2 separate regions of the Mus musculus genome follow, and region 2 is linked to region 1. Evidence: chromatin contacts called from public promoter capture Hi-C data. All regions are on one chromosome and are shown on one strand. Each heading gives the region's core, a stretch centred on a gene start, on an enhancer-like site or on the middle of the called end of the contact. The rest is flanking DNA. Distances are from core to core; before and after follow the strand shown.

Region 1 (6,180 bases), core at 2,339-4,838:
CAAGAAATCCAAAGCCAGGGCTTATAAACCCCTGACACCAAAGCCTTAAAGCCAGGGACGCCCGGGAGGTGCCTGCCTGCATTATGATTGTCCAGCTCTCAACAATCCTAGTGGTGTGCAGACACAGACTAAACAGGTCACATAGACACACGCTTCTTTTGAACCTGCTGATGAACTCAGTCTGAAGGAACTGGGAATTAATAAGGGAAGCTGGTGAGGGGACCATCCAAAGACAGAAAAGGAAAACATTTTCCCCATCCAGGGTCTTCGGGCTAGAAAAGGAGATGGGACCCACACAAGTGTACAGTCCATTCCAACAGTGCCAAAGCAGTAAAAAGATCACAAATCAACAAGAGCAATCCAAGACCTTTGGGAGAAACCTCAAAAATGTACACAAAGGCACAAATATGGGACGACCTGAGACCTGCAAGTGAAACTCAGGAAACCGATCCAAAACTTATGCAAAGGGGAGAGGTCAGGGTCTCCACCCAAGGAGGAGACAGGCTCTTCCGGTAGGACGGACATGTGAACAGGACTAAAGTATTTATATGATATGACAAAATGGGGTGTCTCTGAGGATCCCATAGAGTAGAATATGTATGACTTTGGAAAAGGCAAAGGATCAGAAAGACTGTGTTCCTGGGTTGTAAGGATTACCCAAGGCACCTGTAATCAAACGGCAAGGCTTTGTCAGTGTTGGTCCTTGCATACCACTCAGTATTCAGAAACTCCAAACACACACCAATATCTATATGAAAATGCCAATGGTGACTTTCAGCCCAGAGGAGAGAGGAGCGCCATTTTTATTAGTTTAGTTTATATATGGGCCAGAGTCTTGCTATGTAACTCAAACAGTCCCAAGCTGAAGATGTTTTCATCCAAGTGGGGATCATAGACAAGCTCACCACTGCAACCAACTAGTTTCCCGTGGAAATTATGCTGGAGTAACTGGTTATCCACTGAGAACTATGAAAGCCAGACCCTCCCCTCACATAAGACACAGACATGTGCAGCAGAAAAGACACAGCTTAAAGTGTAAAAACTAAATGGACAAAAATCCTGTGAGAGTCACCATCAGAGTTTTTATATAAAACCTGACTGGAAATCCCCCCTTTATACACCCCAGACCCCATAGGGCCAATAAAGGAGGTGGACTTCTGTGACAGCATGTTCTCATATCCGTGTCAGCACAAGAAGCACAGGCAAAGAGAAAATGATTGGTTGGGGGAGAGACTCGAGATACACAGGACCCACCAAGGTTCCACACCTCTAACGTGCAAGAGATTTCCAACGTGAAAATGAAAAGCTAACGCTTCAGAGAAACAGCCAACAAATGTCAGCAGGTGGCTCGTATTGCAGGGATGTAAATACTTTATGAACATGTGAGAAAATTTAATAGTCCTATTAATAAAACATGGAAATGAAAACACTTGATAACCGTGCTCCCCAGACCGGCTGGAGAAAATGAGAAGGTTCTGGAGGGGATGTCTAGTACTGGGCCAGGTGTGGGCCAGAGAGGCTCAGAGTTGCTGCTGCTGCTGCTGCTGCAGTGACTCCAGAGCAGCCTGCTTCAGGACCTCAGACTGCAGATTAAGAGAAGCAGCCACATTCTAGTAAATAAAGCTACACAACAAGAGGCAAATCCCAGGATCCCTTCAAAACCAAGTGCATATCCACAAGAGAAGAGCTGAGACGACCTTGCCCCAAAGGGCATATTTGGAAAAGCAACTTATGGCAATGTTGGCAGGTATTTTACAAAGCCAGTGTAAATAGTATAATTTTTTGTTTGTCTTCTTGTTTTTAGATGGGGCCCCATGCATCTCAGGCTGGCTCTGGGCTCTAGGTGAGTTAAGGATGACACTGCACCCCTGATCTGCCACTCCTCTGCACCCCAGTTGCTGGGAACACAGGCCTGCGCCATCATGTCCAGCTCCCTGTCTTCGTTCATAGTGCTCTTACAGCGTTCCTTGAGGAAATGTATGAAGGGATATTTCCTAGCTTGGTAGATTACTTACCTCAAGAAGAGCAGGCTCATACATTTCATTACACCAAGCCTTCCCACCCACCCCCATCCCCGCCCACCCCCTGCTCCAGAATTTTTACCTCTTAAAAATACACCCTACCTGCATAGCGTAAAGTGTTACTCAGTTTAAGAGAAAATTTAAAACACATATATGACCTACTTGACTGGTTTTGTAAATGTGTCAAAGCCTGGAGAAAGCCCCATCCAAAGCTGTGTCTCAGACCCTTCCCCAACTCACGATTTTCCCGGGATAGCTGCTGGGCAGGGCGCTGGCTTCGATGAAATACTTCCTGAGCAGATGTTTGCTTGGCTCAGGACTATCCAGCAGGATGTAGGAGCAGAAATAGGCTCCGTGCCGAAGCAGGAATATGGCAATGTCTTCATTCCCTGATGGGACAAACCACACAGAGCTCAGGGCATCCAGATGTCCCAGTGGCCATTTCCACTCGGGGGTGGGCGGTGTTCGTGCTTAGAGAGCAGGCCCTAGGTTACTTCCCTGATGAACCCAATTCCTGGCAGAGAGGGTTTATGGAACTTTGATCTTTGAGTGCTGCACAAGAGGTCCCTGCCACCCAGTGGGTGGGGGGCAGTTGGGAGGAGCAGCTATTTTGATAAAGACACTAAGGATAGGGCCAGGGATATGGCCACATTAGTGAAGTGCCTGCTCAGTTGTGCAGCCATGTTCCAGCCTCAGAATTCACACACACAAAGATCCAGTGGTTAGGAGCACTGGCTCCTCTTTCACGGGACCTGGGTTTAATTCCCAGCACCCACATGGAACTTACAACTATCTGTAACCCCAGTTCCAGGGGACCCGACGCCCTCACACAGACAAACATGTCGGAAAAACAGCAACCAAAGCTCATAAAATAAAAACAAGTTATTTTATATCAGGCTTCTGTCAGCAAGCATATAGCTGTCTCCTCAGAGGCTCTACCAGTGCCCGATAAATACAGAGGTGGATGCTCTCAGCCAACCATTGGACCGAGCACAGGGTCCCCTGTGAAGGAGCTAGAGAAAGGACCCAAGGAGCTGAAGGGGTTTGCAGCCCCATAGGAGGAGGAACAAAAATATGAACTAACCAGTACCCCTCAATCCCCAGAGCTCCCTGGAACTAAGCCACCAACCAAAGAGTACACATGGAGGGTCTCATGGCTCCAGTTGCATATGTAGCAGAGGATGGCCTAGTCGGTCATCAATGGGAAGAGAGACCCTTGGTCCTGTGAAGGCTCTATGCCCCAGTGTAGGGGAATGCCAGGGCCAGGAAGCAGAAGTGGGTGGGTTGGTGAGCAGGGGGAGGGGAGAGGGGAATAAGGGGTTTTCAGAGGGGAAACCAGGAAAGGGGATAACATTTGAAATGTAAATAAAGAAAATATCTAATTAACAAAAAAGAACAGCAAATGCTCTTAAACATTGAACAATATCTCTAGAAATTAAAGATAGATCTTTACAAAAATAACTGTGGAATACAAAAAATAAGTTATTTTTAGAAAGATACTGAGCATGATGGAATCCGATTGTAATCTCAGAAACAGGGAGAGGAAGAGGGAGGGATCCATGGACGTGGAACGCCAGCCAACTGATGTGAATAGGAACTCTCCAGGCAAAATCAAGATATGCCATCTCTCTGTCCTAAGGAACAGCAGCTGAGGTTGACTTCTGGCCCTCCACACATAAACACACATCTGCACACATCTGCACCCCCCCCCACACACACACAGGAGAAAGGAAGAAGTTGCAGGAGGTCCTTTTGCAGGCCACTGGAGAATTAGCGGTAAGGGTGAAGCCAGAGTCCCACACTGGAAAGTGGGACCCTTCGCAGGGCAAGGCTGACTGTGTGGGACCCACCTGCCTTGATGGCCGCATAGAGGGGCAACCGCACAATGACGGGGAACTCATTCTTCCTGACGGCATAGTTCTCCGGGTCAGCCCCATGTGTCAGGACCAGCAGCTTCACAACCTCCAGGTGCCCTCGCTGGCAAGCCAGGGCCAGCATCCAGTTCAGTAGCCGCTGGGGGGTACAGGGACCTGGACCGGGTGAGAGGACAGAGGGAAAGTGCCTCTGAATCCTGCTGGTTGCTCCTCACGCTCATCTTCCCGTGGGCCATGAATAAAGTGCAGCTGTTCTAGGTCTGAATGAAAGCTCTGCTTCTGCCAAGTAACTCGTGTTCTCTGGCGTCATCTCAGTGCACACAGACACACCCACACAGGGCCACTACATGATGTGACCCAGTACAGAAACAAAAGGGCCTTTGGTTTTAAAATTATAAAAGAAATTCAAGGTATCAATTATAGAATATTAAGCCATGTGTGGCTTCTTCTTCTTCTTCTAAATTTCATTCCCAGAGTGTTTCAACCTGGAGTCACAGTGAAGCTCTTGACCCCTGTCCCCTATTGCTGAGCTAATACTACAAGGAAGTTATAAGAGGCTAGAACACCTTGAACTCACCAGAAGCAAATGACCAGCATACCATGGTATATCCATTCAGTGGAGTATTAGTTAGCCATAAAAAGAATAAGTTACGGAGTGATGAAAAGACACAGAGAAACTTTCGATGCATATTGCTAGGTGAGAGAAACCCATCTGAAAAGATTACCTTAGGATGTGTGACGTTCCAATTGTACACACCAAAAGGCAAAGCTAGAGGGAGAGTGGTCTCAGAGCTGACACACACAGACTTTACCTGGCAAGGACTCTAGTAGTTCACGTACTACTTCGGCGTGTCCAAAATGCGCTGCCACCACAGCTGGGTTGTCATCGGTGGGCTCCGTCGGCAGCTCCACGCGCTTCTCAGTGAGCAGGAACTGAACAGTCTCCAGATCCCCGTGGGCTGCCGCGATGCTCAGCAGCTGGCCCTGGCCAAAGCGGGACAGGATTCAGTGAGGCCAGCTCTGTAACGTCAAATGTTTCCCCGAGTCTCTGACCAGACTGCAGCACAGATGACATCATCAGCCTGTACTGCTGTGCCACACTCAGCCCTAAATGGAACATCTCTATCACCTTCTTCAAGACTCTGGGATACAATGGAAGACATGCAGAAGACGGTAAGAGCCAGAGGACAAGAAGGAGTGCTGTAACACACTTCTGATCATGACATCACCATGACCTCACGAGCCGACAGCAGCTTTGGTTCCCTGCATATCACCTATATAAGATGAGGTCCATCCGCATTTCATGATGGGTGGGGGAGAGGCCGTCTTTCTACTTTGTTACAGCCACTGGTAAGGAGCCCACATAGCACAAAAACCCACAGCCATGCTCGGGCAAGAGATTAAACCCAGTGGGTAATAAGTAAGACATGAAAGGCTTGTAGGGAAGGCGAAGAGGTTCACCGGGAGAGGTGGGGTGGACAAAAAGGCCACAGCATATAATATATGTATAAAATTGTCAAGAGAAAAAAATTAAAAATAGAAAGCCTGTCTTTATCTATGTAAATTGTCCTTTTACAGTACGGCACTGTTCTCAACCACCTGCTTCATGAAGATGGAGGCTGTATGAGCCGGAGCCAGGGCTCACCTGCCATATGACAGTCATGAACTTTAGAGAGGGGGACCTACCAAGTTCCCGGAGAATCACCTGTGGTGGTTTGAATGAGGCTCATAAATGTGAACACTTGGGAAGTGTCACTACCTGACAAGCATTGGGTGGTGTGGCCTTGCTGGAGAAGGTGTGGCCTTGCTGGAGTAGGTGTGGTCTTTCTGGAGAAGGTGTGGCCTTTCTGGAGAAGGTGTGGCCTTGCTGGAGTAGGTGTGGCCTTGCTGGAGTAGGTGTGGCCTTGCTGGAGAAGGTGTGGCCTTGCTGGAGTAGGTGTGGCCTTGCTGGAGTAGGTGTGACCTTGCTGGAGTAGGTGTGGCGTTGCTGGAGTGGGCGTGGCCTTGCTGGAGTAGGGGTGGCCTTGCTGGAGTAGGTGTGGCCTTGTTGGAAGAAGTTTGTCTTTGGGGGTAGGCTTTGAGGTTTTAGAAGCCCAAATTAGTTCCAGCATCTCATTCTCTTCCTGCTGCCTAGGGATTTGGATTAGAACTCTCAACTACTCCAGCATCCTGTCTGCCTGTATGCCACCATGTTCCCCACCAAGATGAAAATGGACTAAAGTTCTGAAACTGTCAGCAAGCCCCAGTTAAATGCTTTCCTTTCTAAGAGTTTCTACGGTCATAGC
Region 2 (6,582 bases), core at 236-2,735, 74 kb after region 1:
CCTTACAGGTCTGTGGAGAGGGGGAGGGGAAAGAACACTTACAGGATCCTAACTAGTGTCCGGTTAGACAGTGTAAGTGAGTTCCACAGGGACTGTGCACAGAGAGCCCAGGTGGGATGGACAAACAGCCCCTCCCCGACCCACTCCACGGAAATGTCACACCAGAGATTTGGGAAGAAAAGGACAGAACCGTCAGGAGAAAACGTTTCCCATCTATTTCAGCTCAATGCTACAATTTGTGGATTCAGTACTGGTTTGTGGTCATGTGTGCACAGACACCATGGGCTACCCTGTGACAGGACTGTAGAGTTTGTGGTTGAGGCTGGGCATGAGGAATGCACACAGCTTCCCCACCAGGGACATGTGACACCAGTGCCACAGAGCACATGGGCTGCAGTCAAGGTTGGTGTCACCTTGGACAGAAAATCCTCCTCCATTTCTTGTCCAGCCAGCATCCACACAGAATAGCTAAGCAAAACTGATAAGGATGCCCTGAAATCACGTGGGGATGTGCATCTTCTAGGTCAGAGAGTTGCCAGTCGGGGCATATCTGCCTTTGCTGAGTTCTTCCTGGTGATGCTATACCCTCCATTTACTCCCATTTCCCAGATGAGAAAACTAAGGGCTGGAACAAACAACACAGAACCTCCTTTGGGCTCAGAAGTATCCTGTGTAAACATTTGGTGCCAATCCAGTGTGCCTCTAGGATAGACAGCAGGGAGTAAGTCGTGGATATGACTGGAAACCTGAGGGCTAAGCAGGAGTCTGACAAAAACAGAGTTGCCACCATTCTCTACTGCAGTGGAGACGTGCGTGCGCTTTACAAACTTCCTGGTTGGAGCTATTCCCATTCCCAAACCAGGCTTGCAGAAACCTGTTCCCACTACCCAGGATACAGCCCAATCCCTAGAGTCTCTTCACCCTCCGGTTACCGAGGGTTACTTCACGCTATAGTGCATGTGGCCTTGCAGGCCCTTGAGTCAAGCTTGTCAGTCATTGCCCTGACTGTCTCCCTCTTCGGCAGGGTTCAGGGAACTCTCTCTATCCCCCCTCCCCCGCTTTGAAGGCCACCATATCAAGAAGGCTGTGAAGGCTTCCCGATATGGCTACGGCAGATAGCCTCGTGCCCCGGATGCACTGGCTCCTCCCTGATTCCCCGAGGATACCGCTCCATTTCCTCACAGAAACAGTTTTTTTCTATCAGCTTCTAAAGAAAAGCTTTGAGTGGACAGCACAAGCCAGTTCTTTTCCTTGGAGGGGGAATCCTGTCTGTGACCATGCTTCTGCCTAGCTCAGTCCCTGCAGGAGCACCACACATGGGGACATGTCTGTTGGTGGGTTACCTGAGGCCCCTGCTCCGTTTTGGCATCGAAGGGGTCTCCAACTGGCCTCTTCTTGGCGAACTCCACACTCCTCCTCACAAACTCCCCGTAGACCTGCTCTTCCACGAACACCCTGGAGGCCGCTGTACAGCACTGGCCTTGGTTGAAGAACACTCCCTGGTGAGCACACTCGACGGCCAAGTCCACTGGGGGTGGGTCGGGGGAGGCAAGAGGAAGCGATTAAGTTGTTACAACAGGCCTGACAGCTGCAACTCTAATTACCCCCACAAGAAAACAGGGCCCAGATGACTGCATTTCAGAAACTAATTTTTCTTTCTTGGCGCTTCCCAAAGGAGAGGACGGGGAGAAGGATTTTTAGATTCACCAAGTCAGAGTTAAGTAAGTCTGGAGACTCAGGCTCTCTTGGTGCCTTTAATGTGCTAATGAGTGTCCAGTGGGAGCACTTTCCAGTTTAACTGTCCATAGAACTCCCCACCCCAGCTTTCCTGTCCCTAGAGGGACTGACTGTATCTCAGCAGGGTTGGACCAGGACAGTCTCACAAGGATCTCAGACCTCCCTGCACCCCACCCCTGCATCTGGGCCAGGGGCCAGGTTAGCGTGGCCCCTCCTGAAGACATCAGTTAATTTTCTGGTCCCTGGTGGGAACCAGGAAGGATGAGTGAAGTGACAAAGTATTGCATGTCACCCTGAACATTATGTCAGGATTTAATTTGGGAGAATGGCACTCCCTGGAGGAGGAGGCCCAAGGAAAAAGGGGAGCAGGCTCTGTTTTCATGACCCTTGGGGAACCAGCCCCTACTTAGGGTTCCCCTCGTCGGTATAGGGACAGCAGGTGGGGCAACACAAAACAGGACTGGCTCTTTGGGAAGGGAGATTGGGACCCTAAGTGTGAGTCACAGGAGGGCTAAATACAAAACTGTTCCAGTGACTCTGGGAGCAGCATTGCTCAGACCAGAGATGGGCAGATCCTCTCCGCAGCCTCTCTGGGAAGAAGAGCGAGTTCTTCCTCACTCTCCTCTCCCACTGAAAGTCAGTTTTAGGGAAAGAAACCGGTCCTTCACATTGTGTTATCATTTCTCAGGGCTATTTGCCATTCCAGCCTTATCTGGGCGCGGAATGGAAGCCTTTGATCTCTGCAGCAGGGATTTCTGGCACGAGGGGACAGTGGGGGAGGCTGTTCTCTATGGCATGGGTGCTCTCAGGTCTTCCATAAGTGACCCAGTGATCAGAAGATGAATGCTCACCGTGGTCCTTCCTGCCCTCTTCTGGACACAAGCGCCAACAATAACATACACACACTTTAATACTGCGTCACCCAGCTCTGGCAAGGCACAAGTTGTGCCCAGCTGTGTGCCAGAGAAGAGCCACACAGGAGTGACACCCAGAGCATGGTTTTTTATGTTTTGAAGGGTCAGCAAGGCTGTCCTCTGGTGTGCCAGCTGCTGTGTCAACTCTTTCAAGAGCCCAAGAAGACTGTAGCCTCAGTGGCTTAAAGATAGAAAACTGGACGCCCAGAGTGGAGAGCCTGCCTCCTCCTTCCCTAGCCCAGAAGGGGCCCTGTAGGAGAGACTAGACCCTGTGTACAGACTCCCCACAGCCTCCTCTATCTCCTTAGGGGCAGGAAGGTGAACTTAGCCTTCAGGTGCAGACCCTGCACTACCCGTAAGCCACATACTTGCACAGCTCAGCAATGTTCTGCCCTCTACAGGCTTGGGCCTGTAGGGGACAATGGCAGGCCTCATGAGGAAAGCATCCCATTGTGTGTGTGTATGGGTCCTGAATGCACACCAGGAGGCGAGGAGAGACCCATAGCCCCAGTGACTCACAGTCAGCATCTGCACACACGATGCACGGGTTCTTGCCTCCTAGCTCCAGTGTGACCCTCTTCAGGTTGCTCCGGGAGGCGGCTTCTCTGACCAGCTTTCCAACCTTCAGGGCAACAATTAGGCTCTGTCAACTCTTAGATGTGGTGAGCGTGTGCAGGCACGCTTTGGGCACCCTGGTCACCTGCCTCAGTGATGCACCCCAGGCATGATGCATCATACTGTCACCCAGCCTTGGCTCACCAGGCTGACCACTGCAGCGGGGCACCATGCTGGGTGACCTGGCACTCCTACTAGTCACAGCGGAGACTCTGCCAGCCCAATATGGAGGTGGTGCTGGTTTGAGAGGTCTGTCAAGCCAGGGAAACACCAAAGATGACATGTGACATGTTCTCTAGAACCCTTTAAAGACCGAGCCCACCTTGGGAGGAGGAGTGAGAATCGGTAGCTGAGGGAATGCCACAGGACCACCCTCCCACATACCCTGACAGGGTCTCTCTGGGACCTGAGCACTCAGTTGGATGCAGGGCTGGCCTAGTGTGCCTCCTGACTCATCCTGTCAACAAGTTTAACAAGGCACCAGAGCCTCAGAACTGGGAAAGACCTGGGAGACCAAGTCAGACCCTGAGACTTTAAGCTGGAGAACTGTGTCCACATTGCCTGGACCTGTTTAATACCATGCAAGGGAATGATGGTTGTAGGCCAGAGTCTAATTTTTTTTTTTAAAGATTTATTTTATTATTATATGTTAGTACACTGTAGCTGTCTTCAGACACACCAGAAGAGGGAGTCAGATCCTGTCACGGATGGTTGTGAGCCACCATGTGGTTGCTGGGATTTGAACTCTGGACCTTTGGAAGAGCAGTCGGGTGCTCTTACCCACTGAGCCATCTCACCAGCCCCAGAGTCTAATTCTTATTGGACTCTCTAAGGATGCTCACTCTGGTTGCCAAAAGGATTGGCAGGACTGGGGTAGGTAGCATTTTGCTTGTCTTCTTCTTTTTTTTTTAATTGATTTGTTGGTACTCTTCACATATGAAGGATATATAAACATTTGGAGAGCTACATGCTGTACAACTGGTTTTCTCCCAGCTTATTTATCATCGCTTGGTTTTAATGATGTTGTTTATTATATGGATGCTTTACATTTTTATTTTATCTTATCTCTCAGCTATTTTTTTTTCGTAAGGCTTCCAAACTCTATTAGCTATTTATTTAGTTTGGGAACTGGAAAATTTTTCTAATAGTTTACGAATAGGTTTAGAAAAAGAGAAGCAAATAGTATTTGAGCTTCTCAAGGAAACGTCGGTGGGTCTCAAATAATGGAGCAGTTGTTGTCTCTGGCAGCAGCTCACAGAGAGGGCGTACCTCTGTGGAGCCGGTGAAGGCTATCTTGTTGATCTGCGGATGGGAGGAAATTGCTGCTCCCACAGTGGGCCCAAAGCCTGGTACAATGTTCACCACACCCGGAGGGAACCCGACCTGGGAGGGACAAAAACGGCATCAAAGGATCAGACAGACAGCACCTACTACAAACCTATCTGCAGGAGTGGCCAAGAGTTGTAGCCCTATAAAGACCCCAAGCAAAGCAGCACCCTCAGAGGGCAACTGGGTGACACACTGGCCAGGATGCACCCACATCAGCTGCAGCAGTCCCGCCCCACTGCTGTTCTTCTAATCCTCTGTGCTGGCTGCGGGTGAAGGCATGTGAGAGAATTCATCACACCCAGGAAGAGTCTATCATCCTAGCAGGTCCTGAAGCAAAGGCTCAGGGATACCACTAGGTGGCAGTGGCTGTCCTGGATAAGACTGCCAGTGTGTGTGTGTGTGTGTGTGTGTGTGTGTGTGTGTGTGTGTGGTGGGGGTGATGTGTTGGGGAGAATGTGTGTGTGTGTGTGTGCGCACGCGCGCTTGTATGTCTGCATGTGTATACATGTACATGCCTATGTGAGCATGTGTCTATGTATATGTCTGTGGGGCTGTAAGAGAATGGGTATGTGAAAGCATTTTTGTTTGTGAGTATGTTTATATGAGTGTGTGAAAGATCATATGTGAGTCTGTGTGTGCGTGTGAGTGTCAACATATGAATATGAGACGTGTGTGTGTGTGTGTGTGTGTGTGTGTGTGTGTGTGTTGAAGGAAGAAGAGTTATCTTGATCACCCCCTCTTCAGACACACACCTATGCCCTTGCTAAGCCAATATCAGATCTACTCTGCCCAGGTAAAATGGGAAATCTTTCTGTTGTGGGTTTGACTTAATGCTTGTATTATGGGTTCCCAAACTGCACAAGAATCCTGAGTGTGAGACACTGAGGGTCCCGGTCCACAGCTGGTTCTAATTAATAAATAAATAAATGGCAGGGCAGGGGGACAGAGGTGGGACTTTAGATTTCCCAGGCAAGGAAAGCAAGGGAAGAGAGAAGATTTAGAACCCTCATGCCGGGAAGCAGAAAGATCAGGCCTGTGAAGTGCAAGACAGGGAGACTGCTGACAAGTAAGAGTCGGGAATCATGGCCCTGGTAGGGCTGTAGGCCTGGGTCCAGGGCGACTAGGATGGAATATAGGTTTTAGTAAGAAATAATTCAGGAATATCAAATGGGAGGGTGTGTTAGTCATGGGGAGGTTTGGAAATGCCCAGCCATTTAAGGCATATTAAATATAAGGCTCTGTGTGTGTGTGTGTGTGTGTATTGCGCACATGAGAGAGTCTAGAAAATTAGGGCTGGTAGCTGCCAGAGAGAGTAGAGTGAATTTCTCCACTACAGCTACACCCTTCTCCTTGCTGGCCCCACTGGGCTCATCCAGGATTGGCACTTGCGGAGGCAAGGGACTGCTGATATTCCCATACTCACACTCAGGCTATGCACACACAAGGAGACCTCCTTGTTAACAAGACCAACCTAATGAGTTATGCCGTTCCCAGCACAGGGTCTTGTCTGAGACTTTATTTTTAAAATGTCAGTTGAGGATACAGTGTTTGACTCTTAAGTTTCCTAGGCATTATCCTGTAGCTGTGATTTTAGAGCCTAGAGTCTCTTTTGCATGAAAGCATGTGTGGTCATCGAGAGGAAGGTGTGTCCTGGCTGGTTACAGCAGCCCCAGCCTCCCTCAACCGGTACACCACCCCGCTGCCTCAGTCCAGCTGGGAGTGAAACGGTCGCCTTTCTTCCAGCTCATCTTTCTTCCTGTTCTTTCAATCTTCACTACATGTGTGCCGATGATGGAACGGCTGAAATATGTTGCCAGGTGTGTCTGGCAGGTGTCCCTCTAGGCCACTGCTTCCCTGAGTTGTGGCTCCCTTAGGGTGGGGAAGACAGTGGAAAGGCTCCTGGGGACCTACACACAGCTGCAACTAACTACCTAGCTAGCTAGCAAGGCCACCCTGCCCACCTCCCATGGCCACTAAGCCCAGGGTT

What was found. Capture Hi-C pulls out chosen DNA fragments and counts their contacts.
Region 2: a promoter capture Hi-C map of adipose tissue shows a contact between it and region 1. The contact joins two enhancer-like sites. A contact is called at or near these places in 8 of 484 Hi-C or Micro-C datasets (the AML12 cell line, the C10 cell line, bone marrow-derived dendritic cells and 4 more), 2 of 115 datasets of contacts at active chromatin or transcription factors (double positive thymocytes and embryonic fibroblasts) and 1 of 9 other capture datasets (adipose tissue).

The regions. Positions count from the first base shown.
Region 1 is chr7:66,328,408-66,334,587 of GRCm38.p6, forward strand. Lrrk1 (leucine-rich repeat kinase 1) reads right to left here. Exons shown (of 34, transcript NM_146191.3): 4 at 4,708-4,879; 5 at 3,872-4,051; 6 at 2,262-2,410. Among named protein-coding and RNA genes, the nearest start is that of Gm45989, 50 kb to the left of the region's middle. Within about 2 kb of position 3,589, at least 8 of the 459 cell types and tissues checked have an H3K27ac peak or open chromatin away from gene starts, as enhancers often do. A contact at or near this core is called in adipose tissue, where this site is marked.
Region 2 is chr7:66,404,631-66,411,212 of GRCm38.p6, forward strand. Aldh1a3 (aldehyde dehydrogenase family 1, subfamily A3) reads right to left here. Exons shown (of 13, transcript NM_053080.3): 7 at 4,536-4,649; 8 at 3,171-3,273; 9 at 1,344-1,528. Among named protein-coding and RNA genes, the nearest start is that of Aldh1a3, 20 kb to the right of the region's middle. Within about 2 kb of position 1,486, at least 17 of the 459 cell types and tissues checked have an H3K27ac peak or open chromatin away from gene starts, as enhancers often do. A contact at or near this core is called in adipose tissue, where this site is marked.